Regions from separate parts of the Gossypium arboreum genome. Here region 1 is linked to region 2. The links are chromatin contacts, called in public Hi-C maps. All regions are on one chromosome and are shown on one strand. Each heading gives the region's core, a stretch centred on a gene start, on an enhancer-like site or on the middle of the called end of the contact. The rest is flanking DNA. Distances are from core to core; before and after follow the strand shown. Region 1 holds the start of LOC108487384 (probable lipid-A-disaccharide synthase, mitochondrial). Region 2 holds the start of LOC108489287 (protein-tyrosine-phosphatase IBR5-like).

Evidence for each region. A called contact is a pair of places that touch in the nucleus more often than the background predicts.
Region 1: a Hi-C map of leaf shows a contact between it and region 2, with 2.5 times the contacts expected there. The contact joins the promoter of LOC108487384 here to the promoter of LOC108489287 in region 2. A contact is called at or near these places in 2 of 5 Hi-C or Micro-C datasets (both in leaf).

The regions. Positions count from the first base shown.
Region 1 is chr7:10,086,433-10,091,053 of ASM2569848v2, forward strand. LOC108487384 (probable lipid-A-disaccharide synthase, mitochondrial) reads right to left here and starts at 2,443. Exons shown (of 9, transcript XM_017791714.2): 1 at 2,036-2,443; 2 at 1,600-1,699; 3 at 1,235-1,340; 4 at 907-1,130; 5 at 596-674; 6 at 1-43. The coding sequence starts at 2,274.
Region 2 is chr7:9,911,387-9,915,742 of ASM2569848v2, forward strand. It overlaps LOC108489287 (protein-tyrosine-phosphatase IBR5-like), which reads left to right and starts at 1,398. Exons shown (of 5, transcript XM_017793720.2): 1 at 1,398-1,852; 2 at 3,561-3,660; 3 at 4,116-4,173. The coding sequence starts at 1,727.

The sequences.
Region 1 (4,621 bases), core at 1,193-3,692, 180 kb after region 2:
TCTTGTAATCTGCTTCCAGGTAGCAAGGTAATTACCGTTGCTCCTTTATAAATTGCAAGTAATTGTTTAAAATTTAAGAACAGAAATAGATTATAGTTAAGCAAGTGTGACTCACAGCCGTACACACTACAAATAAGCAAACAAATATACACATGCACACAAAAGGAAATGAACAAAAACAGTTTCTAAATTCTAATACATTCATTGATTTAAAAAAAAAAAAAATTGCAGGTTTTGATTGATCCCAACAACTTCAAGAAAAGAACTACCATAGAATGATTATCAGAAAAAGAGAAGGAAAAAAAAAAAGAATAGCCGGAAAGTTGGACCATAGATGTTATAAACATTAAACTGATTAAGGGTAAAAGACAACATACAGAAACCAAAAGTCCAGAGTAAAGGGCTCATACTGATGATAAATATAAAGCAGAAAACAACTTGAACTTGTAAGAGTGAATCTTAAATAATGGAGCAATCTCCACTCTTAGAGGTACTGAAAATTTCTCTAATTATAGACTTAAGGTTAAACTATAAAAGAGGAAAAAAAAAAAAACTGCTGACTTCCTAGAACTTTACTAGGTTATCTCCACATTACCTGAAGCTATGGCATATTTTTTTCGAAAATCTCCACCATTTCCGGTTATCTTCCACTCATGCAATGCAGTTTCCTTTCCCTAAGCATACATTTTTCTCATTTGTTAATGCTAAAATAACCATACATACACGTGCCAATAGGAACATATGTACTCTTGCAAAAAACTATTTGGAGAAAGCAAAATCGTAAGTATTGAAACTTGAACTCCCTATTAAGTTTTAGGAAACAGAACAATCCCATACTATAACAATTTATACAAGAAGATAAAATGATACCAATATATAACAGGACAGCAGAATGTGAATTCATACCATGTTCAGTTCTAAAACATCTTCCAGAATGGGGTGACCAACAAAAGTTGCATTCAATCCATTTAATTTACAACCTACTTCCTCATTGGGAAGTATACAGAACACATGATCCACAAATTTAGATAGCCCTTTGAGTCTTGCTTCACCTCCTTTCCATGCCCAGAATGATGGTGCTACATAATGAAAGTGTACTGGTCTATCTAACCTTTGTTGATTGTATCTAGCTGCAAAAAATAAACATTCCTTATGTTCCGGCACATAATATCGCACAGACAATATGCAAATACACAAAAAATTGATCCTAACTCCAACACATTGGTGATATTACCCCGTAACTGCTTAAGTAGACGAAAAGAAAATCCCTTCGAGTCCACTGTCACAACCACGTGAGGCTGGAACTGTAATGCAGCCTCCACAGTTTCCTTCAATTTTACCTGACATTTCAGCAAATACAAATGGTCCATCAGTAGTTTAGTGCAAAGTTTTTTTTTTTTCAAGGAATCCTCCAGGTTCATTTTATGGTCCTCGAAGACTAATCTTTTCAGGATTCATGGCTGCCCCTCCCAACAAAGTCGTCTCCAAGATTCGAACCTGAGTTCTCCCCTTGGAACTGCAATGTGCCTTAACCAACAGTTGTTGGTAGTGCAAACTTTTATGGTAAAGGTTCAATCACCTTGGTTCCAAACTACTCACTCTGAAATTATAGAAGTGTGGTAATAATTCCCAGATTCCCATTACTGCAATATTCTCCATTGGGAACAAGGATTTCAGGCCTTGATTGGACATCCTGGACCTTATTATATACACAGAGAAAATACTTTAGAAAGAACCCCATGAGAGTTCAGATAACTAACATCAAATTGATTCTGCCAAGTTGCCTAGTTGCAACACATATGGACATAAATCTCCCCCCCCCCCCAACCCTGGGCCACCTTTTTTTAATCTACTGAAACAGATAGAAATGATATAAACAATGGAAATAGCTTTCCTGAGTTCTTTCACGTCTGCCCTTTCCTTTTTACTTATTTTTATTACTCTTTTTCAGAAAAAATAAATCAAACCCATACTCAAAATTCACCTAGCTAATGCTAAAAATACAAAGGCAATGATATATAGTTAAAAAGCATACCCGCCTACACCCGAGAAGCGGATAGGAAGAGGGGAAATCTTGTTTAAGGAAGCCATAAGACGACAGGCAATGGAATCTCCACTAACCTCTCCTGCAACAATGAACACTCTTAACTCCCCTTCACTGGCGGCTCTGTCCATTAAGGATTTGCTTGAAACCCATAAATATCTCCTCAATGGTGTCTTCAAACAAATGCTATTCTTAAATATATTCACACATTGAATCGCTGCCAACCACATCGATATCTTCGGTATAGTATTTCTATGAGAACAGTTGAAAAGGAAATGTGATGGAAGCAAGAGTAGTCTAGTGCAGTAGCCGCAACACTCTTCCGCGGTTTAGTTTGCAGTTCGAAGAAAACTAGAGAGCAATGTAAAGGACCCAACAGTTTCGAGACAACAAAGGCCCATGTCTGATGCAAACATGGACTCACATCCATGGCCTGGTTAATATATATTAATTCCATATCTTCTATTTTTACTAGGAATATCAGTGGTTTAAGTTTCTATTTTTAAAATTATTTTTAATCAAATGATTTCTAATTAATTTTATCTTTTAATCAATACTTACAAATAATTTATTTAATTTTAATCATTTAATAAATTACATAAAAATAATAATAATAAAGCTAACTTGACTAAATTAGTTTATGGTTATGAAGATGGATGTTGATTCTCATAAGCTTCATTTTGAAAGCACCATTTGCATTTCTTTACTAACATGTTTTCTTCTACATGAACCAAAAAGATAACATATGGCAAGAAAAGAAAACAGATAACATATATAAATTTTACAATAAATTTTCCTATCAAGGATTAACTTTTGCCTTTTTGCCTTTCTCCTTTCTGCTTATTTTTTATAAACTTTTTAATTTTATTTTTTCTATAATATACTTTTAAATTTAATTAAATTTTATGAATATTATTAAAATGTTAAAATTTTATTCTATCCCTTTACTTAAAAGTAGAAGTTAAAATATTATATGTAGTGTAACGCCTCATACTCGACCCAATCGTCGGGTCCGAACTACAATATGTCACATTCGTTGCCAGAGCAGCTACAATCAAATATAATCAATTTATACCAATGCACATTTAATTACGAGCTATTCATGAATATAATGTGATTTACAAACCTTTCTGAGTCTTTAAGCTTACGAAAGCTCTAATGTTAACCTAAGATTGAATTAGGACCAAATCATAAATATTTCAAAATCTCAGGTTGACATTGTGATGTCGAGGATTCCTTGTCACGACGCAACATATTGAGTAGGTCTCATCATGACCTCGAGTACACATTGTCGCAACATGAATCTTGAGCTGCTTCTTGTTGCGACGTAATATACTGTTTCCATAAAAATCAATATGGTATAAGTTTGAGAGACCTATAATAATACTTTACATTTCAGTTACAACAAAAACAATAATATGCCAACTACATTCAAGCTAAAATATGCCAAAATGATACTTCAAAACAACATCAAGCAACCAAGATTTAAATTCAACCATTTCGATACAAAACCTGCTTAAACACTAGGTACATATCATATACTAATCAAAAGAGAACTTTAAAAACTTTGCTGAGTTGTGGATCGCTAGCTAGATGCTAGATCAACTGCTCAATCTATCTAGAATCTACTATACCTACGTATAGAGAAAAAAAATCGTACACTGAGCAATTACGCTCAGTGGTAATTTTCATATTTCAAGTCACAACATGAGCATAATCAATATAAGAATTCAATCCAAATATGCAACAATTCAATTAAAACAATTTGCATATTCAATATAAAAATATCATTCTCCTACAACATTCCATTTGATAGTGAAACTAACATTTATATCATCCATTCTATTAACAAAGATGTAACATATCTAATTCAATTACTTACATATACATTTATGTACCAATTAGATATTTAATCTCATTTTCATTTATATTTTATACAACTTCATCAATTCACATTGTCATTTATAGGCACATATGATTATTCATTTGCTATGATCATCATTTCATATCACATTTCTATCATTTCCGAGCTTATAAGCTCATTTAACACAATCAGTCCCCAGGGCACACATTTAGCCATTCCATATGGTCTCTCACGTGCTATCTATAACAACCCATTTTTCAGTAGTTTCGGGCCTCAAGTCCGACGAGTGAGCCCATATTATTATTTAATATTTATGAGTCAATTATAATATTATATTGAGTTCTGGTTTAATAATTTTTATAAATGAACGAATAGATAAGTATAAATGGTTCAGTCTAGAAGTCAAGTAGTTTTTGAAAATGAGGTATTAGGACCTCATTTTCGTAATTTAAGACCGTAAAACTTTTTATTAAATATTTATAGAGTCGTATTATATGTGAATTGAATTTTGGTCCAATAATTTTAATGATTGATTGTTTAATTAATGTAAAAGGATTAAATTGTAAAAGAGGTAAAAGTTACCTATTATAGATTTTAAAATACCAAAGGGATTAACATAGCAATTAGAACATAGCCAAAAGTCCAAGCGATGGTGGATGTCAATCATTCCACTAACTTTTGGGTTATTGATTCATTAGGTCCTAATACTTTAA
Region 2 (4,356 bases), core at 148-2,647:
AGTCCAACTTTAAAAACAACCTATTTTTCTATAATTTAAAAAAGAAATTTAAAAGACCGGATAGAAAAAAAAAGTCGGCAGGAAAATTGACTAAAAAAATAAACTATTTTAGTAGATATATAATTTAGAAAGTTTGTATAATAATATAATAATAAACATAAACCTTTTAAAAAGTTAACAATAGGTGGACAGACAAGACAAGACAAGACAATCAATGTAGGAAATGATATTTGATTGAAAAATACAAAATTTATAATTGAGATGAAGTTATGGTTGATGTGGTGGATTATAAATAGAAGTTTAGGACATCACTGTCCCAATAAATTAAACAGGACCTCGTGTTTAAAGCACCGCCAATCCTTTTACCTCTTACATCTTAATTTTTCTGAATGTCTTTTTGGTATTTCACGTGCGTTTTCAATATTATCTTTTTTTAAGACTTAGAATTCAGTTTTTGTAGGATGCAATGTATTTTATTATTACATATAATATTTAAATATTTTAATTTTGTGAATGAGTAATAATATAATATTCTTAAATTAAAAAATATAAAATTAAGTGACACGAATTAAAGTTTCCTTTATCATTGAGGCTTCAAAATTATTTTTAAATTTAAAATATAATTTTAAATTACATTTCAAGTCAAAATAACTTTTTTCAAATTAAATTATATTTTTTGACTAATTAAATTATATTTTTAAATTGCAATTTAAACTCAAATAAAATATTTTGACTTCTGGCATTTCTGTATAAATGCTTTTAATTGAAATTAGTTTAATTATTCTTATTCAAAAATCTAACATATTTTTTTTATCTTACAATATCATGTCTGAATAAATATTTTATTATTTCAAAAATATTTTTAACAACAATAATTAAAATGATAAAACCCTTTTTTTCATAACTCCCCTAAGATTTTAAAATAATTGAAGTTGTTTATAAGTAAAATAATATGTTTGAAATTTATTACAAATTTTAAATGAAAAAATAATTTCTAGCTTAATATATTATTTGATAATTTTTTAATCTGATACATATATATATTTATTTGTTTAATGTAATACATTTATTTGAGAAATTTTTAAAGAATTAGGATTTATTTTAAAAAATCATAATTAATTAATAATATTAACAATTAAATTTTATTAAATTAACCTTAAAATTTAAAAAATTCACAACTATCAAATTATATTTAAATAAATTTAAATAAATTTATAAATAACACTAAATTTATTCTATTAATAAAATCATAAAAATAATATTAAAATTTAAACCAATTTTAAAACATAAAATTAAAATTTTGATTACCAGAAGTCATCATTTTTCAGTCAAAATAAGAAAAATAAATAATTTAATGACGTTATAAAAGAGAGAAAAGAACATAAAAAGAAGAAAGCACATGGGGTGTTTGATGAGTACATTGACGCACGTGCCGATAAGGTAAGCGGCAAGCCTCACTGTCTGTATGGTTCTTGAATTTCATTTCCCAGAGTCAAGGGAGACAAAACATTATATTAATCCTTTCTCTTTCCTTTTTGTACGAAAACCCATTCAAAGAACACATATCCCCTCTCCTATAACTCTGGATTCATCACTCTCCCTCTTTTATTATCATTCTAACAATCCCTTCTTCCTACAACTTAAAAAGAAACACTCTGGTTTTGATCCTTGTTGGTTTTGTTGATCTGGGTATAATCGAAAATTTGTTGGGGGGTGGCGAGTGGGGATGAGGAAGAGGGAAAGGGAGAATCCGTGTGGGATATGCGGCCACTATCACAAGTACGAAGAAGAGGAAGTTTGTGGGATATGTGGCCATAGAATTCCCCTCTCTTCTGACAAATCATCGCTTCAAGTCAGTGCTTTTTCCTCCCTCATCTTGCCTGGCTTTCTTTATTTGGGTAGCTATGATAACGCCTCTCGCTCTGAGCTTCTAAAGACTCAGGGAATTACTCATGTCCTTAATGTAGGCCCCTTCTTCTCCTTTCATTAATGTTTATGTTTGCTTATAGTATTACTATCAGCTTATGGTTTTTATATTTAAATTTATGGGTTTTGTGATCCAATGTAGTTTGGAAAAGTTGACTTATGATTGTTCTCTAATTCATATAAAAAGGGTAAATTAGGAATTGATTTTAGTGCTGTATGTTTAAGGTTTTTATGCTGCTGTTTTTGTATAATATTGATGGGTTTTCTGCATTCCAAGTATTTGGCATCGGAAGTAGGAAATTAGTAACTAACTCAGTTCCTTTTGCCTTTGCTTGTTTCTAAGTATAGAAAGGGTGGCTTTGCTTAGCATGAAGAATGGAAGGGAGTGAGAATGGAGAATTTTGTTAATTAAATGATAAATATTCATAACCACTTTCCTAGTTTATAGCTTAACCAAAGCTTAATGGAGGAGGATCTTGTAATTACATTGATCTAAAAAATTCCTATGTCAGTTGTACTACCTATTATGGAAGTCTTCTGATTATCTGCATGGTTAGTGGTATGAATGAAAGATTAGTTATAGCTTTGGGAATAGTGTGAAGTTAATAGGTGTACTATCCAGTTTTAATGAATTTTCCTTGAGACTCTACTTTAGGCCTTAACCTTTCGGGTAAACTTACTGTTGAGTTAAACTGGATATCTAGGATAAATAATGGGTAATATTCGTTGATGCTTTCTATTTGCGGATGAGGCTGAGACCACTATTATTGATCTTAAGCTGGAAACTTGGGGAAGAAGTTTGACATAAAATGTGTGATATTGATGAGGCAACACCAGAACAGGATGTGAGGGTGCAATTTATCAAACTTAGAACTAGAAATAATGGTAAGATTTGATAGTCAAATGGTCCTAAGAGCAGTTCTGTTGATCTTTTAGTCCTTAGCCTTTGAAAGGAGAACCTGAGGGTTCGTCATAAATTGAGGTTTTAAGATTTTCGTAGTGTTTAATGGAGAATTATACAACATTAAACCTTGCATGGCACTGGACCACATGCAGCATTATTGAGAAAGATGTACTGAGCTACTTTTTCACTATAGTAAAGGGATGTCCTTTCGATAGTAAATTACAATTCTATTCACAGCCATCATACATATAGAATCAGAAGGTGGCTAAACATAGCAGCCAATGAATAGCTTCTTTGTTAGATTTACACAATATCCAAACCCATATATTCTGTTTGCCATTTGCAAGGGCAAAAATTGGAATTTTGTAGGAATGGGGTCAAAGCAGTAAGAACACTTCTGTATCAAAGAATGGTATTAGGGATGAGGAGAAAATGGAATTGGGGACTGTCTCCACAGGATATGCTTTTGATATTGGAAAGTATAACTGTTAAACTAAGTTGATAGTAATACTCTAACCACCTTCCAATGCCATCAGGGAGGGAATTGGAAGGATCGTTTTGGCAGGTGGTAAGGGTGATGGTGTGAAGATCCATTCTTTTTCAGTTTTCATTATACAGTTTGTTCTCTTTGTTTGATGTTGCATCTGCTTAAATACATATTAATGGCTATCATGCATCTTAGCTTACACTTATGGCATATTCTTATATTATTTACAACATCTCTTTGCAGACTGTACCTGCTTGTCAAAATCTCTACAAGAATTCCTTTACCTATCACTGTCTGCAAGATGGCAAAATTTTACTATTTGATGATGCAATACAATTTTTAGGTGCGGAATGTTTGTGTTGTATTATCAAGTTTCAGTTTACAGTCAAAAGGTTAATTTTGGTATCACCTCTTTTGTGCATGACTTTGATATTCCCTCTTTGATGCCTCAAACATTTTTTCCTTTGCAAATTTCAAGAGGTTGATCTGAGCAGAATTAAATATATATGCTTCCTAGGGGCTCTGCATGTTCACAAATTTGAAACCTTGCTGGAATATTTTCTTTACATCTCAATCATTTTTTCCAACTTGATAATCTTGTGTGATTTGCTCTGCTCATGATGCCCTTTCATTAACCTAGTTAAAAATGGAAGTTGGAGAGTTTTGCTTGCAGGTACACGAACAATAAGTAAATAATGTTTGGTAGTTGCATTGTAGTAGCTCAGACACTTCGAGTTGACGTGTTGCATAGTTTTATTTTCTCATCGGTATATTATGACATGTGGTTCATTTCTGCAGAGCAATGTGAGAGGGATAAGGCTCGAGTCCTTGTTCACTGCATGTCAGGAAAAAATAGGTTGATTTTTATTTTACTGCTCCATTATTTTGTTATCCAAGTAATGCACACTAAAACAAACATGAGTATGTTGAAGCAGTGTTTTCCTCTTTCTCTTTTATCTTATATTATACAAGAAAGAAAATTCAAATTTGAATGCTGAAAATAGGATTTTGCATATAAACTACGGTGGAAGAACCTAGT